2 separate regions of the Hordeum vulgare genome follow, and region 1 is linked to region 2. A link is a contact called in public Hi-C data. All regions are on one chromosome and are shown on one strand. The core of a region is the stretch at or near the end of the contact, and the rest is flanking DNA. Distances in the headings are between cores, read along the strand shown. Region 1 holds the start of LOC123444940 (50S ribosomal protein L17-like). Region 2 holds the start of LOC123444937 (ubiquitin-conjugating enzyme E2 7).

The links. Hi-C and Micro-C count contacts between places; a contact is called where the count stands out from the background.
Region 1: a Hi-C map of seedling shows a contact between it and region 2, with 2.6 times the contacts expected there. The contact joins the promoter of LOC123444940 here to the promoter of LOC123444937 in region 2. A contact is called at or near these places in 3 of 6 Hi-C or Micro-C datasets (leaf and seedling) and 1 of 1 datasets of contacts at active chromatin or transcription factors (embryo).

What each region holds. Positions count from the first base shown.
Region 1 is chr3H:551,129,534-551,133,193 of MorexV3_pseudomolecules_assembly, forward strand. LOC123444940 (50S ribosomal protein L17-like) reads right to left here and starts at 2,324. Exons shown (of 6, transcript XM_045121830.1): 1 at 2,136-2,324; 2 at 1,981-2,035; 3 at 1,838-1,888; 4 at 1,110-1,201; 5 at 492-569. The coding sequence starts at 2,191.
Region 2 is chr3H:550,957,102-550,960,362 of MorexV3_pseudomolecules_assembly, forward strand. LOC123444937 (ubiquitin-conjugating enzyme E2 7) reads left to right here and starts at 1,469. Exons shown (of 6, transcript XM_045121826.1): 1 at 1,469-1,757; 2 at 1,857-1,959. The coding sequence starts at 1,706.

The sequences.
Region 1 (3,660 bases), core at 1,074-3,573, 170 kb after region 2:
GATCAATTTTTTGGTATAACGCCATCAATCTTGGCAAAAATTTGCGAAAACACAGCAGAATATTGGACTAACTTGGCATTAAGAGCTCTAGACCTATCACGGAACTAACCAGCTCTCTTGATCAGTTAATAGCCTTCAAATCTACATTTCATTGTCTGGGCATAGTAATGTAAGATTATTCATGGATTTGGAACCATGAGTTGGTTGCAAGACCTTATGGGTTTCAGCTCTAGCCTATCCCAACTTGTTTGGGAGTAAAAGCTTTATTGTTGTTGTTGTTGATGATGATCCATGGATTTGGAAACATTCCTGGCAGCGCCTTATTTCATTAAAACAAAGCATGCCATGAAAATATTTTTGTTCTCAACCAGTCAGACCTTCGACATCAAGCAAACACAAAGGCAAAGTCAAACAGAAATAAAAGGTGAGTAACAGAGAGTAGCTATTATCACGCTGTGGAAATGTTAGGATATATGAACAAAGAAACTTACTCAATGTATGCCATTGGTGCAGCATCACCTATTCGTATCCTAGTTCGCAAAAGTCTTGTATATCCGCCTGCTCGATCTCTAGGATATAAAACATATAAAAAATAAAAAATCAGTAGGTTCAGCTTGAAAATGATATTATCATCTGTTTCGAAATAAACAATATTCTAGTTTTTTTGTTCCAAAAATACATGGCTCCTACAGATATGAGGACATTTACGACATATCCCTTCCTACAGACCTCTCCATTGTCTAGCAAGGTTACTTTGCTATGAGAAAAATAGTAATCCTAAGTATGCAGGAGCTTAGCAAGGTCGAAAAGTAAAGGGCTGTTTGGATGGTGCCCAAGCTAGCCCTGCCAAAGCGAAGGCGTGCCAAAATTTTGGCGAAGGAAATTGCCGCCGGGAACTCGCCCGCATGCTGCTGCAAAATCCCACGGGATGACCAAATAATTGGCTGAGATACGAAAACTTGGCTGTGAACCAAACACACGCCAACCAGCTGGTCAACGACCAATATTTTGGAAGGGCGGCCTTGGGCTGCCATCCAAACAGCCCCTGAATCAAAGAGATTTCCAGTTGTATTAGATAAGCTGATTCATGGCTAGCTAAAAAGACATACTTATAGCGGTAGGCCAGCTCTGTGAATAGCTTATGGACAACATCATCTCCACGAACAAAAGCAGAAGCACGTCTTGCTGCATCCAGTGTACCCTACATGATTTATCAATACGACATGAGGTTCTGCATTGTCAGCCACTCAGCCTGGATGTAGTAGTTAACTAAATCAATGCAAACATCTTGATCAGATAACAAGAGCACATGAGTTTCAGTATTTGAAACCTGAAGATAAGACTACGAAATCAACGCAACATCTTGGGTAGATAACAAGACGCTTGAAGTCGCATATGGAAGGAGATAGTTTCAAGAACAGAACATACAAAAGCATCAGGAACTTATGTTTTACCAACAAAAATATGATAATTAGGACTCCTGATGTATAGAGCAGCTCTTTGGCTCTACAATATAACGATTTTTTAGCAGGGAAAGATTGATAGGCACTATGCTAAAAAATAGACAACATTTCATTCTGCTTGAAAATGACATGTAAGCCTCATGATGACACAACAGAAAGTTATAAGGTCCGATCCTAAGTGACTGCAAATGAACCGAATGCTAATACAGCTGAACAGAACCAATTAATTACTTTTCCCACTCATTAACTAGTTCTGAGCTTTGTGTGCAGTTGACTACACCATGGTTGCAGACAGACAGCTCCATAGAACAATGGAAATCACATGTTTTCAGGTGAAAAAACGTTGGGCACTAGGGATATGGCGTTGAGTTTACATCTTTGCCGAGCTGCACCATCTGATCCGCCTTGCGCCGCACCTCCTTCGCCTGAAACACCAACCACCCAGAAAAGGTCACTACATCAGCCACCCAGATTCCGGTGCGGCAAACATCCACGGCAAAGCAATCGACAGACGTACCTTGGCGACGGTGGTCTCGATGCGCTCGTGCTTCACCAGCTGCGACACCATCGTCCTGCCGAAGCACACGAATCCGGAAGGAAAATCAGCCGCACGGCGACGCAGCGCATATTCATCACAGCGGCGAGCGGAGAGAGAAGATCAGCACGAGATACCTGAGCATGGACACGCGGTGCGCGGCGTGGCGCCCGAGCTTGCGGAACTTGCCCATGGCGTCGGCGGCGGGGGCTGAGCGGCCGGCGCGGCGGCGGCGAGGGTTGAGGGGTTTGAGAAGGTGCTCGGTCGGTGCTGCTCGGACTTGGACCTGGACGCCTGCTAGGTTTGTGCTGCCCTCCGACTTTCTGGCCCGTCAGGCCCGAAATGAAGTTCTGAGTGGGCCTTAATTGGGCGGCGGCCAGTGGATACACGCAATCGCAACAGAGGTCGGAAAGAACTTCCCTAAAAAGAATGTTCGGAACGACGATGATCGTGACAGCATAAGAGCATCTAGAATAGTAGATCCGGCTGCCGGCTGTAAGCTCATGCCATATCACCTATAATCCATCTTATAACTAATATGTATAATAGTTGGTTAGAAAAGTGTATTACTTATTTATTATATGACCCACCTTTCATTCTCACGAAGTGCCTAGGAGCACGTGCTAGAGTTGGCTCTTAACTAAGAGCCCGCTTACCTTCTCTCTCCTCTTCTCTCCTCCAACTAAGCAAAAATATACTACTTTATTCTTTATAGCCAGCTCACTCAACTCTATTGTACTTGCTCTAAGCAGATACGTGTTGCTCCGTTGGTGTCCAATCGATGATCCTCGTGCTAGTCGTGAACAGCTGAAACCTGCACCTCAACCTCGGCCAGTGATAGCCGGAAACCGGTGGCGGAGTCAGCTCAATGTGATAGCCTGGAGAACATATGAAGGCTCCTAATGGTCGGAAGTTATTTTGTGATTTGTCCACGGAAAAGCTGAATTTTCTTCATCCTTGTCATTATTTTAAGAAAGAGATTGCAAGCTGAGCCTGGACAACTGCCGAGGATAGGTGGGCGATGGCTCCGTCACTACCGGAAACATACATCGAGAACAATCTGACAGGTCCTCCCGGCTGGACTGTTGACAGACAAACGCATGCATCCTCAACATCGGGGGTGACTACCGTAGCTCATGTCAAAGAAGATCCGACCGACAACGCGATATATAAGACAATAGATGAATGTTTTTGCACCCACTGAAACCCCAAACACCTAGAAGGGACCCCGTCAAGGAGTGCGACGGTTATAAACTGCCCTAGGTCGATTCGCTCGTTCCTATATCCTTGGGATTCGCATTCAAAGAACAACGAAAAACGAGAGAGAAAAACAATGATGACATAAAACGTAGATGAAAAACTAGTATAGATTGATATGTTCGATTGTGTGTTATTCAATCGGCCGACATCTCTTACAAATATATGAGACGGTTGGACTTTCCGTACAAAAAAAAGACTCAAATCCTGTCTAAAACATTAAAAGTTAACCTAACTCCGATTACGAGGGCCGGAACTTCCGATCGGCCTGGAAATTCCGGGCTAAAATTACGACGAGTAGCCTTGTTATACTGATTCTGTAGGTCGCATATGACTTCAGATCACGATGGTCCCAAAAGCAAAATTGTAGAGTTTGAAACGCAGAGTATTTCGTTAATTGAACAC
Region 2 (3,261 bases), core at 219-2,718:
CGAACGTCCAGATTGTTGTCATGTCCGCTGTCGAGTACCTCAGCCCACCTAAAATTCTTCACTCGCACTTGCATGTGTTTCCGTATTCATGCCGTTGTAGAGAGGTCGCTCTGCAATGACGTCGACCAAAGCGGACACGACCTTTCTTGACGATACCACTGAAGCGGCACGATGGCCGAGAGAGCCACACTTGTCGTATTCCTTATGTTCACGCATGTTCAATGCCAGAGCGACTTTTGTTGTACGGGGCAAGAAGGCTATCTACAATCCCCGTTCGTTAATATGTCGTCATTAAGCAGACTAACCGGTCGAGGAACCAACTCAGGCATCACACAATGATGCACCTGGATGTTTGGCAGCACCGGAATTCGCTATTTAAAGGCGGCCACACTCGACCAATTCCTCAACACAACACTTACGCTCCACATCCTCCTTCTTTGCTCCACATCCGCCATGACCGCGAGCCGGAACACTATGTGGGATAGCTTTCGTCGGAGATGAAGCATGAGGTGGCCGCTCTTATTATTTTCAAAAGGTCAAAGATTTATATATTTGACTAAAGTGATATAGAAACGTTAACTTTGACAGATAAAATGCGATTGTGTGTGATAAAATACGGGACTTCTCCTCTCTGTATGCCGCTAACGAAAAGAAGGGGTGGGAATCCCGGCTATTCGTTGCGACGTTTGTAGTTAGGTCCCATAGGGTTAGTATTTTGTTCTCCGACGATAGCGTTATGCCGATCAAGAATAACACTTATTTTCTCAACTCCTGGTCCATCTTGTTGGCGGCAATCTTGTCGACAATTATACTAGGGCGGGGATCGTCTGACCGTTGCTCTTGTAGAGTGGTGGGTATGTTCATGTCTTTGTGTTACGTAGGTGGACTTTGAAGATGTCTTCCGGCGGAGTGGATGCTGACTCTTCATGTCTTCTCCTCTTACTTTTTCTCTGGTCGGCGATGTTTGAACAATTTCAACATAACTTGGGAGCTTATAAAGTTAGGTCTCACTGACTTTGTCTGGCCGGATTTGGGGTGGTCGTCCAACCTTCTTTGTCTTTTTTTCTACGCAACGATTTGTTTTGTCAAATCATTGTTGTCGGCATCTTCTGGCTTTGGCAGATAAGTTCAGTCGTTGCGTCAACAATGTTTTCCTTATCTTGCTCCCGTGTGTGTAGAGACATCATCGAGCTCGCTCACCGCTTGCCGCCGCCGAGTGCAGGACAAAGACGTCGTCGATTTCTTAATGGATACATATGTAATTTTATTTTTTTATAAGGATGTTCTTGTAATGGTTGGTCAACGTTTTTCACATGGCATGTGGCCTTTTTCTCAAAAAAAAAAGGTAAATAAGAGTAGTATTGGAACGAGCTTGGAAATTAAACATGCAGTGAAGATTAAAAACTGGAAATGAACTCCTTCTCCTTTGCCCGAAATGGACTTGGCATCTCCATCGGCGCTTCAGCGGTCACCGGACTCTCCCCACTATAATTGGCTCCTCTGCTGGCTGCTGCTGCCCCTCATCAACAACCTCTCCGCTTTCTCCTTCCCGTCTCTCTCCTCTCCTCTGGTCCCGATTCCCTTCTCCGAGCTCCTCCCTATAAATAAGGCGGCCCGCGGCGGCCATCAATCCCCGTCACCGCCTACCGAGAGGCCGCGAATTATTCCTCCGCCCGCCGCGAAAACCCTAGCCGCCGCCGATCCCATGGCCACCGCCTCCAGCCAGGCGAGCCTCCTCCTCCAGAAGCAGCTCCGAGGTGCGGATCCGCCCGCCGGCTCCCGATTTGCCCGCCCACGCGCGTCGCTTTTCTCCCCCGCTCGGTTTCGACTGATCTGGCTTGCCGTGGTCGATGCAGATCTCGCGAAGCACCCCGTCGATGGGTTTTCAGCTGGGCTCGTCGACGACAGCAACGTCTTCGAGTGGCAGGTCACCATCATCGGCCCGCCGGAGACCCTATAGTGAGTTCGGATTCCCCTCCGATCCGCATCGCCTCTCGATTTCGCATCGCCGTGAATTCTGCCTGTTTTGTGTGTCTCTGACTAAATTCGTTAGCGCCCAAGGTAGCGTAGCATGGGGTTGAACTTTCCTTTGTCTCTCGCGTGTTGGCATGGCTATCCTACCCGTAATACACGGCCGGCCGAGTTCCATTGGCACCGTGCGTGCGAGAGCGCACAGCCGCACAAGCAACTCTCTTTACTGGGCAGATACATCTGGTGGTGGTGTGGAATTGGGGCTGCCTTTGCCCGTCGCGGTGTGCAGATTCAAGGAAAATTGGGTTGGATCGTGTTCTGCATCATGTTAATAGGTTGAGCTATATGTATCATCTGGTTGGAGTTTAGTATAATATGCAGATGGGTAAATTGGGTTGCTCGCCCCATTCCGTGCTGGTGAGGTTCATCGTGGTTTGGGGTTATTTCTTCCATTTCTTCGGTAGCACTCTGCTTCTGTAAAATGCCGGGCAAGTTTGTGAGGCTTCTCTCAAGTAGTAGTAGTGACTAGTGACGCCCTGGAGTTCCATTCTAATTTCATCAGGTGATTTGTTGCATGAGGGGATTTTTCATAGCAATCATAAAATTCCCTCTCTGATAAAAATTTAAGTTGAAAGTAAACACATCCAAGTGAGGTAAATTGATTCTTGCTATTACTTAATGCATACGTTTTTTAGGCCAGAGTTGTGTAGATACTTACTGATTTTAAGTAGCACCTGCTGGTACTTGTAAGTGATAATAGTGTGGATCAGGGAGTTCAATGTGCATATGCACCGCCGAACACCCCTCTTCGGTTCAAAACCTGTGCTCTCATTCATAGAGATAGGTTTGGGTTGGAAAGAGAGCATGTCAACCTTTAGACCATCACTTGTACTCCATGCCATTTGTTTCAAGTGTACCAAGCAGCAATTTGGGTTTCTTTGTTGGTTTCTTCTCTTCCTTCATGTGTCTGGCAATGTTTACACAATCGAAATTTGTGTCCCTTGTGGAGGTGGCGGAATCCAGCTGCTGATGCGGGTGGCTTTCTAAAAAAAAACTGCTACACATCAAAATTACCAAGATAATATTGGTTATTTATCTTGTTATTTGACTTGATGATCATTAGTATGTGAGTGGGAGGAAAGAGTTGGCTGTCTGGCTTTGTATGAAGTTTACATCCATCTTTTCTTGGCGATGAGTAATGTGGCTTCCAAAAGAAATGAACAAACCATATGATAATGCCATAATGGACTGAGGGCTAAAAATTCTGAGTAGTTGACAGGAGGTTATGTC